2 separate regions of the Sus scrofa genome follow, and region 1 is linked to region 2. A link is a contact called in public Hi-C data. All regions are on one chromosome and are shown on one strand. Each heading gives the region's core, a stretch centred on a gene start, on an enhancer-like site or on the middle of the called end of the contact. The rest is flanking DNA. Distances are from core to core; before and after follow the strand shown. Region 1 has its middle 120 kb from the start of SH3BP4. Region 2 has its middle 89 kb from the start of ARL4C.

The links. A called contact is a pair of places that touch in the nucleus more often than the background predicts.
Region 1: a contact with region 2 is called in a Hi-C map of omental adipose tissue, with 2.0 times the contacts expected there. The contact joins two enhancer-like sites. A contact is called at or near these places in 1 of 5 promoter capture datasets (liver), 22 of 47 Hi-C or Micro-C datasets (adipose tissue, alveolar macrophages, brain and 13 more) and 1 of 2 datasets of contacts at active chromatin or transcription factors (skeletal muscle).

The regions. Positions count from the first base shown.
Region 1 is chr15:135,116,282-135,123,351 of Sscrofa11.1, reverse strand. No RefSeq gene overlaps it. Among named protein-coding and RNA genes, the nearest start is that of SH3BP4, 120 kb to the right of the region's middle. Within about 2 kb of position 3,066, at least 5 of the 83 cell types and tissues checked have an H3K27ac peak or open chromatin away from gene starts, as enhancers often do. A contact at or near this core is called in omental adipose tissue, where this site is marked.
Region 2 is chr15:134,707,940-134,714,896 of Sscrofa11.1, reverse strand. No RefSeq gene overlaps it. Among named protein-coding and RNA genes, the nearest start is that of ARL4C, 89 kb to the right of the region's middle. Within about 2 kb of position 2,931, at least 1 of the 83 cell types and tissues checked has an H3K27ac peak or open chromatin away from gene starts, as enhancers often do. A contact at or near this core is called in omental adipose tissue, where this site is marked.

The DNA of each region.
Region 1 (7,070 bases), core at 1,817-4,316, 410 kb before region 2:
GTGGGATGGATGCAGGAAGGGGGAAAGGAGGAGAGGAAAAAAGAGAGGAAAAGCCCTGGCTGGTCAGACATAAGCCATTCTTGGGTCCAATGACACAACATTCTAACCCTAATTCCTGCCACCCCCTGCCCTGCCCCCTTAGAGTGTTGCGAGGATAAAGTGAGAGCACGTACAAGAAACTGAGTGAGGAGTTCCCGTCGTGGTGCATCGGAAACGAATCCAACTAGGAACCATGAGGTTACGGTTCGATCCCTGGCCTTGCTCAGTGGGTTGAGGATCCGGCGTCGCCGTGAGCTGTGGTGTAGGTCGCAGACGAGGCTCGGACGCTATGTTGCTGTGGCTGTGGCGTAAGCCAGCAGCTGTTACTCCACTTTGACCCCTAGCCTGGGAACCTCCATGTGCTGCGGGAGCGGCCCTAAAAAGCAGATTAATAAATAAATAAGAAACTAATTTGTAACCACACAGCCCTTGGCAGACCCGCAGTGCTTTTGGATCCAAGTCCCGGGTGTGGTCAGTGTTATGATGGGATCCCACTGGGTCACTACGATCCTCTTGTGTTTAGAAAGCACATTCCCTAAAGGGTTTTCATATGCACTCTGCCTCTGCCCTCATAGATACCTACGCATTTCAGTCAAAATACTGCAAAATTCACCATCCACATATGAAATCGGCGTGCATCAAACGCTTTGCTTGGGCTCGCAGAGGAAATAAGAGGAGACATTGACCCGGGGAGCAAAGTGAAAACACAGATATGCACAAAGAGAATTGGGAATGTGATCGGTTATTCTTTAGAAATGACTCTTCTGTGACCATGGACACTGAGCTTCAGGGGCGAGTGAGCTGGCCTCCAGGGCTGCAGAGCTGGCCACACAAGCAGGTGCCCCTGGGGAGCTCTCACCTGGATAAATTCTCTGCCTCTGGTTTCTAGAAATCTGATTTTGGTACGGCCCTGAGAGTTTTGTCTCTCAAGGACAGACACAAATTAACTCGACTCACAGTGGCTGATGTATAAACCTGATGATTTATCCATCAATCCTGGGAGACGTGCCTATTGAAAGGTTGGGGTGGCACATCTCAGCTTACAGCCTCATTCTTCTGCAGGCTGGTCACCAGGGCAGCTGGACGACAGATGCTGCTCCGTCCAGAGCGAACTGAAACAAGGCCAGTCTGGGGAGCTCCATCATCTACTCTTGGGCAGCAAACCGAGAATGCCAAGCCACGCTGCCCTCCCCTCATGCGGGGCCTTGTGCTGGTCTGAGCCCAGATTTCTCTGCCCGACCTGAAGCTTTCTTTCTCTGACAAGGCCTAATACCGTTGATCCGTTCCTGTTGCTTAACTTAAAATCCCTTTCTGTCCTGCTTCCCCAATATCAGTCCCAGCTGGCATTTGACCTGTGCCCAGCTCATCATCCTCTCAGTGTGGGGATCCTCCAGTGGCTGGTGACGTCCAGATTTTACCAGCTCCACTCCAGGGCTTTAAGAAACAGTGTCAGTGCAGCCCCAAATTCTGGCTCTAGATGGCCACCCAGGGCTTCTATCACATTGGCATAGGCTTTCCGAAATGAAGAAGTGAGACTTTGGAGGGAGCAAGCTGGGTGCTTTATAACAGCACGTTTTCTCCTCTTTTCTACGGCCATATGGGGCTCTCCAGGGCTTCATCTGAATGTCTCGTTTCAAAGCAGCAGCTCCTCTGCAAGAAGAGATACCTGTTCTGAGAAAAGCAAGCAGCCAGGTCCAGACAGATGAGAGAGCAGCGTGCTCTGGAGGTGCCCGTGTTACCTGGAGAACACGCTTCCTTGTCGGTGTCAAACCACTTTGGTGCCGAGCCGCTGAAGCATTTCTGCAAATTGTCCCCGATAGGCGGGTTCCTCGGACGGCTTCACGCGATAGGGAAACTCACATCTGATGAAGGATTGCTGTCCACCAGAGACAGGCATGCACTCCAGCATATGGCCATATGGCCATCTTTTTTTTTCTTTGTAGGGCCACACTCGCAGCCTATGGAAGCTCCTGAACTAGGGTTTGAATCCAAGCTGCCACTGCCGGCCTACACCACAGCCACCGCCCCTCTGGATCTGGGCCATATCTCTGACCTACACTGCAGCCTGTGGCAATGCAGGATCCTAAACCCACGGAGCAAGGCCAGGATCCAACCTGCATCCTAGAGACAAGGTCAGGTTCTTAACCCATGGAGCCACAAGGGGAACTCCACTACCGTCCTCTCTGCAGAGAAGGAAGCGTTTTCAAACGGCCTTTCACACACTTATTTCACTGGGAGCTTTCATCATCACCCGAAGGGCAGACAGCAGTGTCCACCACGTGTGTGGAAATAAAGATGGCCCAAGGTCACTTCGCCTGAGACCAGATCCTGACCAGCTGCCACGGGGCCCAGGCTCCTCTGAGCGTCCCCTGGCCCCTGGGGAGGCTGTGCTGTCCTCAGTGTGCCTGACCTTGACCTGATGTGCAGGGTAACAGCAGAGGCAAAGCAATCAGCTCGTCTAGGAGGCCCTCCCGCTGGTGGGTGTGACCGGGAGCTGGGGACGGGGTGGGGACCATCAAAAGTCCATGTCTTCGCAAAATTGTCAAACTTGTGAAATTGGCATGACCTTCATATTGAGAGGGAGGGAGTAGGCACAGGGGGCTGCAGACGTCCCAGGAAGGGATCGTAGACGGGGAGCGAAACCTGGGGGCCACTGGGAGACCACTGTGAGTTCACACCTGCTCAAGAGAGCCGTCAGCACAAGGCAGGCTGACTTGACTAGTGGCGGGGCGAGAACGGCCTCAGGTCGCTGGGTGGGGGATGGACGAGCCCTGCATTCGGATTCAGACCGAGGGCAGGCGTTTGAGGACCGCCCTGTTGCTGATTTGAATACACACCTTATTGGACACTAAGGAGGAGCTACTGCTGGAAGAAAGAGGAAGAGGCGGGCTTGTCTGACCCCCACTCCCCTTGGAGGACAAAACTGTAGCCTGGATCCAGTGGGTCCTACGAAAAAAAATTTGAAAACTGGGGATGAAGATTCTACACGGGCCTGGAGGAAGGCAGCCAAGGGCCCTCGGGGAGGAGACTTCGCGTCCTCCTTCTGTGGCAAGTGGGCTTGCGGCTGCTTCCGCATCCTTCTTCTGCCTTGAGCAGAGGGTTTAGAGTTGAGTCCAGACCCTGAGTGGTGCCCGAAGACCCACTGGGTCTGTGCATTCGAGGGCTGGGCTTCTTGGCCTCTAGGCTCTCCTGGTGTGTGTGAGCAGGGCTGCCCTCTGCACCTGTGCCCATCTTCAAGGACTCTCAGGATGGGAAACCAGTGATGCCACCGTCCCAATGCTGCCCCGTGTGCCTTCTGTGGACTCACACCTGATGTGTGGTTTGTTGGGGGAGGGGGGGGACAGGATAGAGCCAAGAGGTGCAGGAGGCCAGTTCAGTCCACGCCTAGAAGCTTCTCACCTCTGGCTCTTCCAGTCCTTGTCCTTTCTCAGCCGACCTGAGGGCGGGCACCAGCTGGCTGCGGATCTGAGTACAGAGAAAACCTCCCTTCCCTCCGACCCGCAGGAGGCTGCATCGAGGAGAAGAAAGATAAAACAGTTTTCAACTTTCCCCCAAATGTCCACACTTCTCGTATTGAAAATGTTCCAACCAAACCAAAGTTGAAAGACTAATCTGCACACAGATGCTTCAAGTCACTTTGTGCCTCGTTTTTTCTCTGCATGTGTCATATACATACAGGCATACTGTACCGCAGGTATTATATGTCTATGTAGTTATATGTGCAAGTGTGTGTGTATCTGTGTCTGTGTCTATATCCTCCCCTTAGATTTTTTGCTATTTGGAAGTTGCAGGTCTCCTGATGCTTCTCTTAAATACTTGAAATAAAGACCTTGTCTTTTATAACCACGGATACCACTACTGCACCCAAGAAGTTTACCTTTAATATAATAATATCCTCTAATGTTCAGCCCATAGTCAAACTGCCCCAATTATAGATTGTTTTCAAATCCGGGATTCAGTCAAGAGCACAAATTGCATTCAGCTGTCACCGCTCTTTCACCTTCTCTCATTTAAAGGAGCCATTGTTTTCTTGTCTTTCATGACGGATATTTTCGAAGCGACCAGGCTGGACCCTCCGCCCCCTCCCCACCAGGAGCCCAAAGTTTGGGACATGGTTTTCTCGTGACGGGTTTGAGGATGGACATTTTTGGCAGGAGTGTTGCATGGATGCGCGTGGAGCACGGCACCCCATCAGGCGACATATGTGATGAACTTGAGTTTGTTCCATTCCTGGTGAAGTGGAGTTACCACTTCAAAATATACGTTGTCCTTTAGTAAGTAACCTTGAAGTGACATTTTGAGATGGCGTGAATATCCTGTTCCTCAAAAGCCTCTTACCTAGCGGTTTACGCATCTCTATTAATTAGCTGGCATTATTTCTTAAAAAAGACTGGTCCCCTTACCTCTTTTTAAAAAGTATTATTTTAGATTCATAAATACTTTTTAAAAAATTCAATGTGTTATAATCAAAAATTTTTCCCACCCAAATCATTCCAAATTTGTTCAGTGAGAGGCTATTTTCACACGCTCCAGCTGGTCTTCAGGCACCTCCCTCTTTCTGACACCAAGACAATCCAGGCTGGCCTTGTACTTTCCCTGCTCCAGGCCTGGAGTCAGTAATTTTTCCCTGTGGAGGAGAAAGGTCCTTAGAAACCAAACTCGGGGTACTCTGTGTGCTTACTGCAGCTGTGTCATTCTTTCCATATCTGCTCAATGGAAAGAGATTCAAAATATGTTTCTTAAAGAAAGGATGAGCTCATGCAGATGAGGTATTTACTTCCAACCCAGCATCGGAAGGTTTGTCCTGCCATTCCCACATCTCTCATGAGCTTACCTCCCATCACTGCAGGAATCCGTGTTTTAAGAATCCTTGTTTCCAACATGTGTATTGACTCACTTGCCAAGTCCTAGAATACATGTGATGATTGCACCAATATCATTATTGAAAACAAACCTCAGTAAATTCAGCTTTTTTTTTGCGATTCTTTTGTCCTTAAAATATATCCCACCGGAGGATGTACAATCTGAATACACTTTCCAAAAGTCACTTGAATTCGCTTCGTTTTCTATGTGGTTATGAGGTCAACGTGATATACAGTTAGGTTCATCTGCTTCTGCTTGGAGTCAACTGTATTTGATCCCAATGACAAAAGCCAAGGAAAATAGGAAAGAGAGTCACTGTATATAAAATATCCTTATAGCACCATGACGATGAAAGATATTATCCAGGAAATTGAAGTGCAAATTTTAATTTCAACTGAACAGAAGATATTTCTGGAGAGACGTGGTAACATAAGGTTGAGAGAACAGCTGTGTGCACTTTGTTTTTCCATCACTGCTCTTCTGCGCTGTCTTCAGAGCTGTACGGAAACTTCCTAAATCGTCACACAGTAAACAAGGGCAAAGATGAGTCTGAGATGCAGGAGTGGGTCCTGAAAGACGATCATAGACCAAGCAAGAAAAAAATGCTGGAGCTCCCTTCGTGGCTCAGAGGTTAATGACCCGACTAGCATCCATGAGGACATGGGTTCAATCCCTGGCCTTGATCAGTGGGTTAAGGGTCCGCATTGCCGGAGCTGTGGTGTAGACCGGCAGCTACAGCTCTGATTAGACCCCTAGCTTGGGACACTCCATATGCTGTAGGTGCAGCCCTAAAAGACAAAAAAGAAAAGAAAGAAAAGAAAAATACTGCCTGCAGAAGGCATACGCAAGCACCTAGTGATCTCAATGGATGCAAAATAAAATAAATTAAAATAAACCCCAATATGCACTGGATACTAAGACTGGCCAGACCTTTTTTGGCCTGGTAAATGGGGTAGAAGTTACTGGCAAGATAGGGTCGCAGTGAGGGTGGTCTGTATGAAACATCAAGATTTCGGGTCATTTTTCACTGACCTACTGTGTCGTTTCATCACTTCTTCTGGAGACGCTGTGGCGGTTTGATTTACAAACTGTCCTGACTGCATGTTGGCAGCTCAGTGGCTACTTCCCAAAGGATAACGCATGACATTAATTAAAATTTTGACTCTCCTGTGAGTTCCAAGTTCCATAATTTTTAAACTCTGTGATCCGAATAATGCTGAGATCCCCAAGGAGTTACTGTACATACAACAATAAAATTAAAATGTCAGATGTGAGTGAAATATGCTTTTCTGCCTTAATAAACAATGAATCCAAGCCTGCGGTGCATTCAAATACCTTTCCCCTGTGCCTCTTCTGCAGGTTACCTAGCAAGGCCTCGATTCATCACCCTGGGTTTCCGTGGAAACCATTGATAAGATTTCAAAACACTTCAAAACAGAATGACTCCCTTCTCTGGAGATGTTTCCTTGGTTGCTTAGGAAACCTGTCTCTTATTTTGGCTCCGGAGTGGAGGCAACGGGGAGATCCCTGTGCCAGGAGCTAAGCGGTATCTGGGAATTCTTGAAAGGAGGGTCAGCCCGGAGCGAGGGCACCCTCAAATGCTTCCAGCCCTCCACCCACTGGATTTCGGTCTCCACCCTCCTTTCCAGAGGCGCCAGGCCCAGGATGGGAGCGCTCTCTGCACGGAAGGCCGTGGCCTGCATTCCTCAGCATCCTCGCCCCGTTGGAGACGTCGGGGAAAGGTGGAAGCAGTGCAGTGTGTAGGGTCGTGGGTCCCTCGTCTTGGTTTCTTGCTGTTATCAAGAGAATTAGAAACCAAGCCTGCACAGCCAGGTCCCACCCTCTCCTGCTCCAGCGCAGAAGCTGTGGTTCCGGGGAAGGGTCTGGGTGGGAGGCAGGGAGTGGGTAATACCACAGAGAGCGCACGAACGCGGGCCCAGAGGGGGGCCACATCCATCACCCCCAATCTCGTCCCTTCCAGCCGGGGTCCCTGCCCCCCAGCTCCCCAGGGAGCAGAGGGGGCTCAGCACTGAGATCAAGGTCAGCCTCTTCCCCGCTCTGGTCAGAAGGTGCCTCGGGGCTGCAGGGGACCCATTGGGGAGCAGGTGTCCCTTGGGGATGGGGACAAGCGGGCACAGGGAGGGAGCTGTGGGTGGCCTGTGGGTGTC
Region 2 (6,957 bases), core at 1,682-4,181:
GGAGCCTAGAGGGTGAGCAGTGTGGTCCAGTTTACATGTGTAAAAATGCATCCGGATCTCCCTTAACCAGGACTAATTTTCTACATTTCATGATGCCCTACACAATTTGGGTGAGTTTTGCCAAAGGCTTTGCAACACTGCTTTGACAAATGGGTAGGAACCATGGATGAGACAGATCACTTGAAATATCAGCCCAAGCTACCACCATGAGTAGTTAAACTACCACTATTTAAAACACATTGCTATTGAAGTATAGTTGATTTACTATACTTGTGTTAATTTCTGGCTATGTATATATATACATTTTTCATATATTCTTTTCCATTATCGTTTATCTCAGGATACTGAATACACTTCCCTGTGCTGTACAGTGGGACCTTGTTGTCATCTATTCTATATGCAATAGTTTGCATCTGCTGATCCCAAACTCATAATCCTTCCCTCCCCCTTGGCAACCACAAGACTGTTCTCTACGTCTATGAGTCTATTTCTGTTTCATAGATAAGTTCATTTGTTTCATATTTTGGATTCCATGTATAAGTGATCTCATATGGTATTTGTCTTTCTCCTTCTGACTTACTTCGGTCAGTATGATAATCTCTAGGTCCATCCATATTGCTGCAGATGGCATTATTTCATTCTTTTTTATGTCCAGGTAACATTCCATTGTGTCTATGCACCACATCTTCTTTATCCGGTCATCTGTCAATGGACACATAGGTTGTTACCATGTCTTGGCTATTGTGAATAGTGCTGCTATGAACATAGGGGTGTGTGGGTCTTTTCAAATTATGGTTTTGTCTGGATATATGTCCAAGAACGGGATTGCTAGATCATATGGCAACTCTTTTATTTTTTTAATTAAAAAAAATTTTTTTTTGCTTTATAGGGCCACACCCGTGGCATATGGAGGTTCCCAGGCTAGGGGTCCAATCGGAGCTACAGCTGCCAGCCTATGCCACAGCTACAGACACTCGGGTTCTGAGCCACATCTGTGAACCACACCACAGCTCACAGCAATGCCAGATCCTTAACCCACTGAGTGAGGCCAGGGATCGACCCTGCAACCTCATAGTTTCCAGTAGGATTTGTTTCTGCTGTGCCATGATGGGAACTCCTATTTTTATTTTTTAAATTATTTTTAAATTTTTTTGCTTTTTTAGGGCCATGCCTGTGGCATATGGAAGTTCCCAGGCTAGGGGTAAAACTGGAGCTGTAGCTGCTGGCCTACACCACAGCCACAGCCATGCCAGATCAAGCCATATCTGCAACCTATATCAGAGCTCATGGCAATGCTGGATCCTTAACCCACTGAGCAAGGTCAGGGATCAAACCCACATCTTTGCGGATACTAGCTGAGTTCTTTTCCCACAATAGGAACTCCGTGGAAACTCTGTTTTTAGTTTTTTTGAGGAACCTCCATACTTTTTTCCATAGAGGCTGCACCAACCTATATTCCCACCAACAGTGCGGAGGGTTCCCATTTCTCCACACCCTCTCCAGCATTGTTATTTGCAGACTTTTTAATATGGCCATTCTGACTGGTGTAAGGTGAAACGACCACTGTTTTTAAAAATTATTATTTCAAAAGGAAGAGCTGCCCTGAGGGGTTGATTCACCTGAGGGTAAAGGGTGCTTTAGACAGTAATCCCAGAGGAGCTGAAAGCCTGAGACAACAGGAGGGTCTCTTAGTCTGTTAATGATCATTTTCATCTTGCCCTTTGGAACACAGAAAGGCCTATGCTGAGGCTCTGCCAAGCTCCTGTTATGGGACCTTCCCAGTCCTCCTCAAGGAGCCTGGTGGTGTTGACCCAGCACCCAGGGCATAACCATCACCCAGTCGTATTCAACAGCACAACAATGTTGTGCAACCACCACCTGTTCCTAATTCCAAAACACACCATCATCTCAAAAGAAAACCCATACCCATTCCTATAGACTAAGTAAAGTGTCCCCCACTCCCCCAAATTCATATATTAAACCTAAAGCCCAAGGTATGGTATTAGGAGGTGGGAACTTTGAGACGGGATTAGGTCGTGAGGGTGGAGCTTCATGAACGGGATCAGTACCCCCTAGAGCTCCTTGCTCCACGCACCTCGTGAGGACACAGCAAGAAGACAGCCTTCTATGAGGAAGCAGGCTGTCCCCACACACCAAATCTGCCAGCACCTGGACCTTGGACTTCCAGCCTCCAGAAGTGGGAGAAAAATTTCTGTTGTCTCTAGGGTCTAGGCGACGGTATTACAGCAGCCCCAAAGACTAAGATACCCATTAAGCAGCCATTCTCCTATACCCCTCTCCCAGCCCCTGGCAATCACTAATCTGTTTTCTGCCTCTGTGGATTCACCTACACTGGAAATTTCATGTAAATTGAACCCTGTAACATGTGCTCTTTGTAACTGATTTCTTTCATTGCGATAATACTCTGAGGTTCTCCATACTGTATAATGTACTTTTTATGGCTGAATAATATTTCATTGTGCGGATACACCACATTTTGTTTATTTATTCATCTGTGGATGGACTGGGGTTGTTTCTATTTTCAGCTACTGTGAATAATGCTGCTAGGAACGTGTACTGGTTTGAGTAGTATTTCAGGATTTTTTGCACATACACCTAAGAAGAGAACTGCTGGGCCATTTGGTCATCCTGTGTGTATCTTGAAGATCAAAGTGAGGGTACACGTTCAGTGGTCTACACTGCATGCCAACTTGTCTCCAAGTCTCAAATTCCAGAGTCCCTGGATGGGGAATCTAATTGGCCTAGCAGGAGTGCGCATGTCTCCTGATCTAAATCAGCCTGTGTGTGTGCTGGGGCTGGAGACAAGGTGGGAGGACGGTGGAGACACTGACACATGAGACTGGAGCCTCACAGCAGCAAGGTTCCAGAGGAAGCATGCTGAGAAGGAAACAGCAGGCATTTTCAGCCCTCAGGGAACTCCCAGGAGCCACCTACCTGTGCCCTTTAGAACACAGGCTCACTCTTAGGCTCAGAGGAATGGGTAGTCATTTCCAAACACCTGCGTTCATGATTCAGACTTCCCCCAAATTTACGTGATCATTTCTAAAATGCCGCATAAAGTTGTAACATTACCATCGTCATTCGGTTGAATGACCATTTTCCAGATCCTTCCAAATGAACAAGACAGAGCGCTCAGCATTTTTATGGGGAGTTGCTTTCTGCACTGTAGGCCCGTAAATAGGGAAGATTGATAATGCAACGCTGAGGCCCATACTTTGCACAGGATGAGAACAACGTCTTATTGCAGTGGGCGCCATGAATAATTAATTCCCTTGCTGATACCAAAAGGGAGATCCTGTTATTAAAATACAGTGACATTTTCATGCATGACAGACCCTCACTCTCTGTTGGAATAATAAAGACCAAATTATTTTTCCTCCAAAAGAAGGATTTCCACATATGTCGGAGAAAAAGAATTACAAGCTGCTCTACACAGTGAATCAGTGAATCATTTACAATTATTTTTAAACTGTTCTGAATATGTGACTTGATCTGGAGAGAGAGCCTCGTTGCTCAAGGTGGGGAGGGCTCAGTCACTGGCCTCGATGCTGAGAAAAAATCCTCAGAAACAGAAACTGAGCGTTCTTTAAATCAGCAGTTTGCCATCATATTAGATAAGAGATGAAAAATTACTCTTTTTACTCTCATGAGAAAAGCTAATAACTATCCTTGGAAAAAACCTTCCTAACTTAAAGGCCAACCACGATCATGCAATGGTGTCTCTTTTTTGCAAATAAATATTTTTCTTCCTTTTTTTTCCTTTTTTTTTTTTTTTTTTGTCTTTTTGCCTTTTCTAGGGCCGCTCCCACAGCATATGGAGGTTCCCAGCTAGGGGTCCAATCGGAGCTATAACTACTGGCTTACGCCAGAGCCATAGCAACGTGGGATCTGAGCTGCGTCTGCAACCTACACCATAGCTCATGGCAACGCCGGATCCCCAACCCACCGAGCAAGGCCAGGGGTCGAACCTACAACCTCTTGGTTCCTAGTCAGATTCGTTAACCACGGCACCATGACGGGAACGGGAACTCCTTGCAAACAAATATTAAAGAAACGCTTCCATGGCATCGTGATCCATAACATTACATTTTATAGAAAGTCATAAAATGTTTCATCCTAACTCTTTGAGTTATTTTCAATTTTTCTTCCATTTTAAATATTATGGCCATGACCGTATTGGGTAGAAAGCCTGTGTTTTGAAATAATATCTCAGGTTACACTTGTAGAAATCAAATTAGTTTTAAGGAATGTGGGGACAATTTGTAAGCCGACCAACAGAATAAGAGGGAATTCATTTTAACAAGCATGCATGATTGCTTGGCATTTTCCTTTTTTAAAAAATCACTCATGGTTTAGTACATAGAATTATACTTTTTTATTGCTCTGTGATTGTTTGTAACTGTATATTATTCCTGTTTAACTTACTTTACTTTGGTTGTTAGCAAAGCCAGGCATTTTCCCAAATCTTTATCAATCACTTGTTTGTCATAATTTGTATACATTTGATTACGCATTTGTCCATTTGATTGAAGTTTTAATGCCTTTCTAGTAATGTGTATGAGATATTGAAATACTAACGATGTTTCTATTTTTCATATTTGTGGGAAACACTTTTTAAAATTAGATGTCTGACTTTCATTTCTATTTATGCTGTGTTTTGACACATCCTCTTTGAATTTTGATAGATTTAACTAACTACATTGATCACTTTCTTTGAGATAAACTCCAGTGTTTAAGTTTGGAAAATCCTGTGACAATCATGGGCTGGATAAATATTTTTAATGTGTATTTCTAAACCGTTAACTTTAACTTGGACCTATTAAACTCACGCTTCTCTAACCTAATTGAAATTCACTGCTCAGGCTGTTGTTAAGCCTGGCTTTGCTCAAGATGCTTTAAAAAAAAAAAAATCATGACACACCATTTGACTAAAGAGATTCCATTTCTACCTGATTCAAAATTTCTTCTTCACAAGAGGTCACATTTTCTTATGCAGTAAAGTGGCTTGTGAGCTCTCTATACAATATGCTGCGTTGATAGCTGGTCTGTACCCAGCCAATGCCATTACTGTACCTTTATTACAGGGTCTCATGGGAAAGCAGCTCCTGGCCTGGGGAGCTGGCCAGAGACACAGCCATCAGCCCAACTGGGGCTTCTCCCCTGGGGGACACCACTATCAGACGAGCCTGTCTGTGCCCGCGATGGACCAAGACCGAGAAGAACCTCTCCGCAGTCACATCTGGATCTAGGCGGGAAGGAAGTCACTGCCCAAACCGCAAGAATGACGCCCACCCCCGCGCCTCCATCCTGGCTAATGGGCGAGACCGCCTTCTCTTTGCCATTTTCGGCTGTAGCCTTTTTGCTCTAGCTGACCTCAGTCTAGATACAATTTCTTGCACTATCCAACCGCAGGAATGCTCTCACTTTCTGACAGCACTCAATTTAGACCATTCAGCTTGGGGAAAATAAATTAGACTCGGCTGAACTGAATGTCTAAACTCTCTTTAAACTTAGTTTGACTCAAGATCTTAAAGAATCTTGAGCGCTCAGTTTGGGGGATCAATTCTCCGCGTGAACGTCTGGAGCCCCGCCCCCACTGGCTCCTCTCTAAGACCCAAGGCGCCCCCTGGTGGTGAGGGAAGGTTCTCCCCTCCCACCGCAGGTGCAGTGGTCTGGTGTCTCCTAGGTGGTGTTTGTCTTTGTTCCCTCTCTGGGTGTCCTGCTGACCCCTGGAGCTGAAGGATTCGTGTTCTGTTCTCTGCCAGCCCCTCAGAGAACAGAGGAGCCACGTGGCTCCTCTTGGCTCTTGAAGAACTACCCGCCTAGCTGTCTCTAGCTTCTCATCCTCCAGAGGATGCTGGAGGAATCTCCTTCAGGTCACCAAGGGGGTGGGACCTGCAGCAGACCTGCTGGCCTGACCCGTGTACCTAGTAACAGGAGACTCAAGCGTCCAAACCAAGCACATGCCCTCTGACCTTCTGGTATATGTTGAGCCACACCTGTTGTCATGAAACTGCCAGTCCCCCAAAGGGATCAGAGCCAGGACCCCTCCACCCTGCAGGCATCTCTAGGCTTATCGAGCACCCCCTCCTCTGGCAGCCATGTCTGGGAAAAGGGGAATTGGAGCAGTTCCCATCTGTGCCCCACAGGCAGAAGGGGAGACCTCTCCTAACCTGATAGCCCACCACCTCCCTGGCCCTGCCTGGGTTCACAAAGGGATGCTAATCTTTTCTCGCAATCATGCAGAGCTATGGAGCGCCTTGGTCCTGCAACAGCCTATTCTGAATTTCATAAGCTGAAATTACTTTTTTCTCTTTGGAGTCCTTCTGTTTTCATATTAATCCTAACCCTTCCTGCCCCTCTCCCTGGGAGCCAGGCAGAAGGATACGCTCAGAGAGAGGGAAAAATACTTTCATAATGTTGAAGCCTTTTCTGCCTACATGCTCGCTTCTTCTGATCCCCATCAAAGGGAGGGTCTGCTAGGGTGGGGACCAGAACGGGGGTGAACGTCTATACCCCAAACATCCCAAGTGGCAGCTAGTCATTCAGTTAAAGTTGAAAGGAAGGGGGCACATGAAAGCAGCCCTGTTTTTCTTCTTTTTCAGTTTGGAACGTTCTATATTCCTGATCCAGCCAAGAGACATTTTCTCTATTGCTCTGAGTATGATTGACATACAGGAGTTCCCCATTGTGGCTCAGCAGGTTAAGAACCTGACTAGTGTCCATGAGGATGTGTGTTCGATCCTTGGCCTTGCCCAGTGGGTTAAGGATCTGGCATTGCCTTGAACTGTGGTGTAGGTCACAGATGCGTCTTGGATCCAGTGTTGCCATGGCTGTGGCATAGGCTGGCATCTGTAGCTCTGATTTGACCCCTAGCCTGGGAACCTCCATATGCCACAGGTGCGGCCCTAAAAAAAAAAAAGAGAGAGAGAGAGA